2 separate regions of the Mus musculus genome follow, and region 1 is linked to region 2. Evidence: chromatin contacts called from public ChIA-PET data. All regions are on one chromosome and are shown on one strand. The core of a region is the stretch at or near the end of the contact, and the rest is flanking DNA. Distances in the headings are between cores, read along the strand shown. Region 1 has its middle 14 kb from the start of Gm1070. Region 2 holds the start of Rnf103 (ring finger protein 103).

What was found. ChIA-PET counts read pairs in DNA pulled down with a chosen protein or histone mark.
Region 1: a contact with region 2 is called in an RNA polymerase II ChIA-PET map of memory CD8 T cells, with 59 read pairs. The contact joins the enhancer-like site here to the promoter of Rnf103 in region 2. A contact is called at or near these places in 4 of 39 promoter capture datasets (embryonic stem cells, hippocampal neurons, stem cell-derived epiblast-like cells and 1 more), 2 of 484 Hi-C or Micro-C datasets (the N1E-115 cell line and embryonic stem cells), 5 of 115 datasets of contacts at active chromatin or transcription factors (double positive thymocytes, embryonic stem cells, extraembryonic endoderm stem cells and 2 more) and 2 of 9 other capture datasets (adipose tissue and pancreatic islet).

Annotation. Positions count from the first base shown.
Region 1 is chr6:71,304,904-71,309,760 of GRCm38.p6, reverse strand. No RefSeq gene overlaps it. Among named protein-coding and RNA genes, the nearest start is that of Gm1070, 14 kb to the right of the region's middle. Within about 2 kb of position 1,985, at least 20 of the 459 cell types and tissues checked have an H3K27ac peak or open chromatin away from gene starts, as enhancers often do. A contact at or near this core is called in double positive thymocytes and memory CD8 T cells, where this site is marked.
Region 2 is chr6:71,492,089-71,496,841 of GRCm38.p6, reverse strand. It overlaps Rnf103 (ring finger protein 103), which reads right to left and starts at 2,965. Exons shown (of 4, transcript NM_009543.3): 1 at 1,954-2,965; 2 at 1-11. The coding sequence starts at 2,179.

The DNA.
Region 1 (4,857 bases), core at 736-3,235, 190 kb after region 2:
AAATGAATCCAGGGCTGGCGAGATGGCTCAGTGGTTAAGAGCACTGACTGCTCTTCTGAAGGTCCTGAGTTCAAGTCCTAGCAACCATATGGTGGCTCACAACCACCCATAATGAGCTCTGACGCCCTCTTCTGGCGCGTCTGAAGTCAGCTACAGTGTACTTATGTATAATAATAAATAAATCTTGGGGCAGAACAATCAGGGACTGAGTGAGTGGGACCGACAGGAGAGAGCGGCTTTGATGAGAGAGCAGAGGTCCTAAAAATTCAATTCCCAGCAACCACATGAAGGTTCACAACCATCTGTACAGCTGTAGTGTACTCACATACATAAAATCAATAAATCTTACAAAAAGAAAAAGAAAAATGAATCCAGATGGATAAATAAACACCAAAAAAGCAAATATACAGATTTTTTAAAAAAAAAATTATTTGCACCTGGGTACAGTGGCATATACCTGTGATTCAAGCTGAGACAGGGGGATCTTCTGTTCAAGGACACACAAGATCCTGTTTCAAAAACCTTTTAAATTTTATACAAGGAAATCTACATCCTTTTATCAGCTCACATCATGGTCCTAGAGTAAACCTCTTATTAAAACAAATTATTCAGCCAGACATGGTAACTTAACCTTCGATCCCAACATTCAGGAGGTTGAGACAGGGATTTTTACAAGTTTCAAGCCAGTCTGAGCTACATGGTGGGACCCGTTTCAGAAGAAAGAAGAGAGGGAGGGAGGTGGGAGGGAGGGAGGGAGAGAGAAAGAGAGAGAGAGAGAGAGAGAGAGAGAGAGAGAGAGAGAGATCTGACAAGATAGCTCAGTGGGTAGAGATGCTTGCTACTAAACTGGATTGCCTGAATCTAATCCCTGGAACCTATAAGCTAGAAGTTGTCTTCTGACCTCCACATGTGCCACATACAAACTCACACAAATAAACAGATAATGCAATAAAAATAAATAAATAAATAAATAAATAAGAGAGAAAGGAAATATTCAAATAAGATCCTCTCTCTCTCTCTCTCTCTCTCTCTGTGTGTGGTGTGTGTGTGTGTGTGTGTGTGTGTGTGTGTGTGTGTGTGTTTTAAGGGTCTTTGCCTGTTGAATATCTCGTCCACCCCCTTTCAGTCACATTGAAGCATTCTAACAATCTTGGCCAGGGCTGGATCCTAGTTGAATAGTAGAGCAAGCATATGGAAGAATACACACAGTGTGAGCAGTGCTCTCAGAGTTAAGAAGAAGGTGTTAGTTCCCGTGGAACTGGACTTGCAGACAGTTTTGAGTCACCATGTGGGTTCTAGGAAACAGACCCAGAGTCCTGGGCTGAAGCAGTAAAGAGCACCGACTGCTTCTGAGTTCAAATCCCAGCAACCACATGGTGGCTCACAACCATCCATAATGAGATCTGATGCCTTCTTCTGGAGGGTCTGAAGACAGCTACAGTGTACTTACATGTAATAAGAGAGAAATACATCTTTAAAAAAGAAAAGAGAACAGACCCAGAGTCCTCTGCAAGATGAGCCAGTGCTCTTGGCTGCTGAGCCACCTCTCCATTCTTATTCACCAAACATTTTTTGCATTTATTGTGTACATATTCCAGCACAAATCTGTCCCCTGGATGTGTTTTACATAAACTCTACCATCCAGTTTGATCTTTCCTTCTCCACACATGTGCAGGACAAGAGGGAAGGAGATATCTGTGTTGCAGGTGGTAGTGTAGAAAATGTATCTATCTGAGTTACATCATCTCCATTTATCTCCCTTTCCACACCAATGCCATCCATCTCTAGCAACATAATTTCTATCTATATAGCAAAACATCCACAGTAATAATACATATGTAATGTGTGTATGAGGTTATTTCTCACAGTTCGAAATACTCTGAGCGGTTGATCTAAAATCAACTCATGTTCTGAAAGACTTTGTGCTGTGCTATATGCCTTCATCTCTGCTTTGCCGTCGGTCTTAGCTCTTTGCTCTAACCTAGCAAGGAGAGAGGATGTTAGCCGCTAACCACCATCCACACCCTTGTTTGAGCAGCAGCTGTATCGTGCCCTGTGCCTGTTTGTGAGACAGAAACCTGCACCTGCTCTGGACATTGGCTCACTGTGTAGCATTCTGTGTTCTACCCCATGCGTGGCAGCACGTGTGGTTATGGGGCACGTGTTCTGCTATTCCAGGCCCCATACATTCCAGGCAGTGCCATTCCTGTCTACAGGGAGTATACAGTCTTTGTGGGATAGACAAATAATAAAAAGGCACTAAGAAAAATTGGACAATTTGTACAGCGTTACAATAATTTGAAGGTTTTAGTGGAGTACTGGGGAGGTGGCTCAGTCTTTAAAACACTTGCCTCATGCATGTGTGGACCAGAGTTCAGATCCTCTGACTGTGTATAATGCCTAGTGGGTGTGACTGTTCACCTTCAATGCCAGAATAGTCATGGAGACATGGGATCTGATCTCATTGGAGAGTAATCTGGCTAGCAAGACTAGCTACATCAGTGAGCTCTGGGTTTGATTGAGACTCCCTGTCTCAATGAATAATGTGAATGAATAATCCAAGATGACTCCTGATATTAGCCTCAGACTTCCACATGCATATGCCTCAATCTGTGCCCAAACACATGGATGTGTGTGCAGACACACACACATGTATACACACAAACATACATACATACATACACACATACATACACACACACAATGGGAAAAGAAAAATAATAAATTAAGATTCGTTTTTCCTTTGAGACCATCTCATGCATCCTAGGCTGTCCTTCAACTGACTACATGTCTGCGGGTGACTTTGAACTCATGATCCTCCTGCCTGTTCCTCCCAAGTGCTGGGATTACAGACATGCATCACTATGCCTGCACTAGTCTAAAGATCTTAGCTGGTTTCTTTTCTATTCTAGAATAGGGCAAGAGTACAGTTCATAAAACAGAATCAGTCTTCCTAAGAGCTGAGCTAAGGAGACCAGCTTTCTAGACAGAGAAGGACCAAAGCAATCAGAAACAAAAGCAAGTCTGGACCAGGCTGTTTCAAAGGCTCTACCTTCTAAGGTGGGGACAGAACAATGGAAAATTAGCTGATTGGTAAATATTTGATCATTTCAGTTTTTCAAATGATTAAGTGATGCAAGAATCATCATTACCATGAATGAATAACCCACCAAAAGGATCTGACAGTTACCTCTCATTTCTTTGGCTTCTCTCTCTCTCTCTCTCTCTCTCTCTCTCTCTCTCTCTCTCTCTCTCGGTTTATTTATTTATTTAATGCATATGAGTACACTGTAGTTGTCTTCAGACACACCACAAGAGGGCATCGAATTCTATAACAAGTGGTTGTGAGCCACCATGTGGTTGTTGGGAACTGAACTCAGGACCTCTGGAAGAACAGTTGATGCTCTTAACCACTGAGCCATCTCTCCAGCCCCTCTTTGGCTTCTTGAAAGGTCAAATATATAGCTTAGGGTTGGTTTGATGACATGGGACTTTAGCGTGTGACTTCCTTTGATGTTTTCTTTGTGTGTCTATGTGTATGCATGTGTTCCTGTAGTGCATGCATGTGTATAAGTACACATATGGGCCAGAGGCTAACATTGGGTATTGTCAATCAACTTCCATCTTACCTTTTGAGACAGCATCTCTCCCAGAACCTGGCGTCTTCAGATTTGTCTAGATGGGCAAGTCAGTGAGCCCCAAGTATTTCCCCACTTCCCCAGTGTTCCCATTACAGGCATGAGTCTGCACTCGGTTTTTATATCAGGGCTGGAATCTGAACTCAGGTCCTCAGACTTGTGTGGCAGCAACTTTACTGACAGTACCATTTTCCCATATGCCCCCTTCTGACTTTTAATCTGATGCACTGGCACACAGTATAAAACACTGACTACAACAATGTCCTGTGATTTTTATTTAACAAGTTAATGAGCTGATGACAAAATACTCATTTTATTCAAAGCCACAGTGTGTGTGTACATGCATTGTGTTCATTGCTACTATTACCTATGAAGATGTGTGTACATGTGTGCTTGCATACATATACTCGCATGTCTATTAAATGCTCTGTATATTGATACCCTATTAATACTCATGACTTTTGTATATTGATACCCTATTAATACTCATGACTTTGCACTCTGTTATATAAGTTGAAAGCCGACCATTGGTTTATACTCAGCTTCTGTCTTAAACCAAATCACACTGACATGCCAAACCAAGCTGACCTAGGAGAGAAAAGAGCCCAATTCGAAAGCAGGCAGCTGGAGCTGTCATGATAAAGGTCCTGCTGCATGGCAGCCTTTTTGTTTTGGCTTTTCTTGGCCCTTCCTGCTGTTTCCTCTGTGTGTTCTGCCTTCCACCCTAGCCTGCTCACTTGTGCCTGGGGGACACCCCAGAGAGCAGTACCCACAGTCTAGCCTGTTTGGAAACTTTATACCCATTTCATATGGATATTTGGGCATGCCTGTAAATCTAGGAACCACACGTGAGTCAGAACCAGGAAAACTCTGTCTAGTGGAATATGCTAGAATTCCTCAGCTCCTACAGCCTGAGCCACTGTGAGGTAGAAAAGTCAGAGTGGGACCTAGGACATGTGTCTCCCCAAGGCTTGCAAGCATGTGTTTTCCCCAAACATGTGGCAGGTGTCTCTCAAGGTATGCAGATTTGGGCAGCCACAGGAGCCAGCCCACACTTCACTTTCTGCCTTTCTACCTTGCCCATGATTATCCTTTCTGGATAATGTCAACATTTTTAGTCCTCTTTTTATCTCTGGGAGGATAAAGGTGAGCTCATCTCTAGAAGTTTCCTTTTCCACTGTTTTGAGGCCTGACTGACAGAGTCTTGTGGGGCTTTTAA
Region 2 (4,753 bases), core at 1,716-4,215:
CATCAAGTCACCTGAAGGAAAAAATAAAAACCCTGGTAAGGTTTCAAAAATCCCATGTTCTCAACTTCAATGATTAATACCATTTTACATCATGAATAAGCACACTATTATATTTTTATTCTACAAAATTCAATAGCTTTTGAATACATCAGCAAAAAATGAAAAAAAAGACAACAATTCATCTCTTATAGTAGTGCATATATTCTAATGGGGTCATCATATAGCTTGTTAGTAAATTACTAATTACATCAGTCCAAAAAGAAATCCTCTCAAATTAGTAATCATTTAATTTTACATAAAGCCTGCACAGGCTTCACATGATTTTTCAAAGCTTGGTTTATGTTGTTACTCGAAAGGTTTAGAAAAGGGTTCACAGAATTTGCTATCAGCCTGCTTATAAATGGCAACAAGGTTTTTATGTGACTGGGAGAGAAAGAATGTTACCTATCAGAACAACAAACCCCACATTCATAGACAAGTTTACAGTGTAAACGTGGCTCTTGTATAATTAAATATAAAAAAGCAAACCATTCATGTCACATTATCTAACCTTTGCCTTAAATATTACATGGTGATATTCCAGTTCCATTCCAAACAGCAAAACCATCCACAACAAACATTTAGGTTTCACAGTTAAATTGCCATACCAAGACTGTTTTTTGTTGTTCTTATGCTGTTAAAATGTGTGATCTGAATCATACTTTGGTTGTATAGTCTTTAGGCTATGTGTGGATTCTTTGTACATTCCATATGACAACAATTTTAGGCTCAAATGGCAGCAAAATATCTAACATAAAGCTCCAAGGGGAAAGCCTGTGTGATCAAATAACTGTATGAGATTGCTAACCCACTCCCCCCACCCCACCCCACCCCCCAGCCCCAACAACCAATGGCAGCATAAACCTGGTGCAAACAAGAGCAATAATAATAACCACTTGAAAAATGTATCCCTTACGCAAAGGACTCCTTCCTTCTATCTCACTGGCGAGATGAGTTCTGTAACCCTTATGCTATAAGTATGTAAGTGTCAGACTGATAAACGTTGTCATCTTGCCTATCACACTATTTGTCTAGATAGTACTACCCAAGGGGGAAAAAATGGTCTTCTAAAAGGCCCCGCTGATGATATACTTGAAAGGACAAAACAAGATAATCATAAGTTTCCAATGCTTCCTACATCACCTCAGAAGGCCTTTCTTAATTTACATTCCTCTTTCAGGAAAACTATCTAAACAAGGAGACACTTTAAAGTTAACTGTATTTCCCCACCCAATCCTACCCCAAATCAACGGCTACATTAAATATTCTTTCAGCACTATTTCAAGTCTTTTCCTCAACCCATTAAGTGACGCAGAGATGCCTGTGACACATGACAAGAAAGGTAAGTCAAGATTCAAAAATAAAATGTATAATCTGCAAGAAAATATTTACTCTAAACAAGGCCAACAGCCACACAAAATGTTCACTAAAGTATAAAAAGCAATATTGCACTGTGTACACCTTACCTATAATTAAATGCATAATTTACACGTAAATCTTTAGGTCCACGTGCCTTTTGTTATTATTTTAATGATGTTTTACCCTCCTGGTAGCTTGTTTTTATTGTGGATGCAGATGCTGCTATTTACAGACTATGTTTTGTAATTTTTCCTTTCTCTATAATCAATTTCAACTGACGTTCCTGAATTCTGGGACAAATGATTCAATTTAATGATTTTTTTTTAAAGCTACACTTTCAAACTGTCATTTCCAAAGAGCCTTTGGAACACACCAATACACCTAACAGTTGTCTTTTCCAAACCGAGATTTACATATTTATTTAGAAAACGTAGACAAAGATGACCTGGGCAGCTCTCTGGAGCAGTCTGTTTAACCATTCTGGGGACCGCCTAATTCTGGGGAGTGGGTAAGAGCCAGGACAGTGGAGGCGACCTCCAGGAGCCCAGCACTTGCCTGACTTCTCCACCAGCTCCCGAACATCTTTCTTCTCCGGCAGCCCGGAGTAGCCCAGCCCTCGACACTCCAGAATGGTCTTCAGCTTCTTGAAGCTCAATGCCACCGGATCCACCAGCTGAGTAGCAAAGATGCCAGTCTCGTACCACACAATGGCCTCAAAAAACCTGGCCAGGACGAACAGGACCAGGAAATACAGGAGCAAGAAAAACAGCTTCAGCCACATCTTCGCCCTCTTGGCGTCGCCAGGAGCCGGGACGCCGTGGACAAGGGAAGGGGATCGAGTGCGGGGCGACAGAGCGCAGCCTGGGCGAGGGCAGCGAGGGCGCGCGGCGGTCACCGGCGGGCCATCCCCGCGGGGAGGCAGGTGGATCGCGGCGTGCGTGCGACTGAGAGCCCCGGCTCTGGCCTTGCGGTCAGGAGCTGAGAAAGGGAGAAGGGGGGACGTTCAAACGCACCCCACCCATCGAGCTGCGGACGGCTGGAAGAGGGCAAGAGCCCACCTGGGGTGACCGGGAGGCAGCTCCGAGGGACTGCGGGCCAGCGGAGGGCGGTTGGGGCCGGACTGAGTGGTCCAGAGGGCGCGGTACTCGGCTGGGCCAGGCCCGGGGCCCGGCGCGCCCAGCGCGGGTTGGAGTGACCGCCGCAGCGCCGCGCCGAACGCCCAGGCTTCAGGCCCCGGCGGCCGCCCAGGCCTGGCGGCAGCTCCAGGTTCCCGCGGGCGGCGCCTATCAGGCCCCGCGGCCCGCGAGGGGGCGTCGCGGCGGCTCCCGCTGAGGAGGAGCGCGAGACGACAGTCGTGAAGGGAGGAAAAAAAGAGGAAAAAGCAAATAACGCTAGGCCCCAACGCGGCTCTCCCGGGCGGCTTCCTGTCAGCTGCGTAGCCGCGCGGTGCCCAGCCCCGTGCGGACGCGCCGCGCCAACCGCGGCCACCGTCCCTGCCGCCTCTGCAGGCCGCGGCCGTCGCCCCCAGAGCACTGGACCCGCTGTAGCCGCGGCCCCAGTCAAGACATAACAACTGACGTCGGCATCGGGGCGGGGTCTCGGCAGGGGCGGGGTTAGAAGCCGCGGGGTGCAAGGGGAGAGAGGGGCTGCGGGAGGCTGGGCTGGGTAAACCTTCCGAGTTACTGTGCTCTCGCGGTCCCAGCCCTCTGATGCGCTGATGTTTAGTCACTGATTTCAGTCCCAGGATTGGACATTGGACCCTGCGACACTGTGCACCTTTGTGCTGAGCGTGAAAAATAAAGGCTGCTAAAAGATGTTCGTTTTTGTTTGTGGTTTTTGTTTTGTTTTGAGACACTGCCTTATTAAATAGTCCTGGCCCGCCTGGAACCGCTCTGAACACCAAGCGGGCCTCAGAATTCAGAGATTGCCTGCCAGGCATGGAAGTGCTGGGATTAAAACCGTGCACCGCCGGGCGTGGTGGCGCACGCCTTTAATCCCAGCACTCGGGAGGCAGAGGCAGGCGGATTTCTGAGTTCGAGGCCAGCTTGGTCTACAGAGTGAGTTCCAGGACAGCCAGGGCTACACAGAGAAACCCTGTCTCGAAAACCCAAAAAAAAAAAAAAAAAAAAAAAAAAAACCGTGCACCACCACACCCACCCAAATCATCAAGATCTGTAAAAATCAGAATCTGTGTTTTAAGTCCAGTCCCTGTCAACCGCGGATGCTTTTGGGTTTTTCTTTTGTTTAGTTTTTTGTTCGGGGTGGGGTGGGGGGGAGGGGTGGCACAGCTGGCTTGAGGTGCTTGAGGTGAAACTCTGAAAACAGATGTTTTTCTACCTTTGCTTTAGAATGCGATTTTCACATGTGTGTTGGAGGAGGTATGGCCAAAAAGAATTTTAGTATGTGATCCAGTTGTGGCTAGTCTCCTAGAGGGTTAAAAAGTAGACAATGAAGGTCTGAGTTGTCAGGACAAAAGTTGTTAGGTGTGGTTAGGTCCAGGTGCAAAGGTCTGTGTGTTTTAGCCAGCCAGAAGAACTCATATAAAATGAGTTTGACAGGCAAGCGTATGGTACCTGGTTCCGTGTTTATTTAACTCTAGCAGGGTCATGTTCTCTCTCTCTCTCTCTCTCTCTCTCTCTCTCTCTCTCTCTCTCTGTCTTTCTCCCTCTCTCTGTCTTTCTCCCCCACTCTGTCTCTCTCTCTCTGTTTCTGTGTGTGTGTGTGTGTGTGTGTGTGTGTGTGTACGCGCGTGTGTGTGCATGTGTGCGTGTGTGTGAGTCTTCTTGATCAGGAAAACAAGTAGGAATTCCAGGTGAAATGTTAGCCAGCAAGGAAAAGCATGAACAACCCTAAACCAGGGGTGAAATTTTTAGGGAGAGAGTGTGACCCTCAATCAGGGAGCAAATGAGCCATGGAAAACAAAGAATGGATCATAAAATGTAGACAAAGGATAGTACCCCTTTATAACGCAGTTAACAAAGGCATCTCGGTGTACAGCTAGTGGAGGAGCTAGGAAGGAAGAAGCCTAGGAGCAGGGTGGGCAGGAATGTACAGCTTCAGACTTACAGAACAGTGTGGTGGTTTTCCAGGGCAGCAGACCACGTGGAGACTGTATTAAACTGTTCCTGCTGACAGACTTGGCTCTGTAATTTCAGCATTCTTGATTTCACAGTATAGCACTGTTATATGGTGGCATTGCTAGTCAAGTCTAAACACATAAATGATATGCCTTGCCTCGAAGGAATGCATTTTAGTAATAATAGACTCTGTCAATACACAGAGGCAATAACAGAAAAGAAGAACAGGTAGGGAAAGCTGGGTGGATGAGCTGAGGATGGAGCCAGACAGGCTAGAG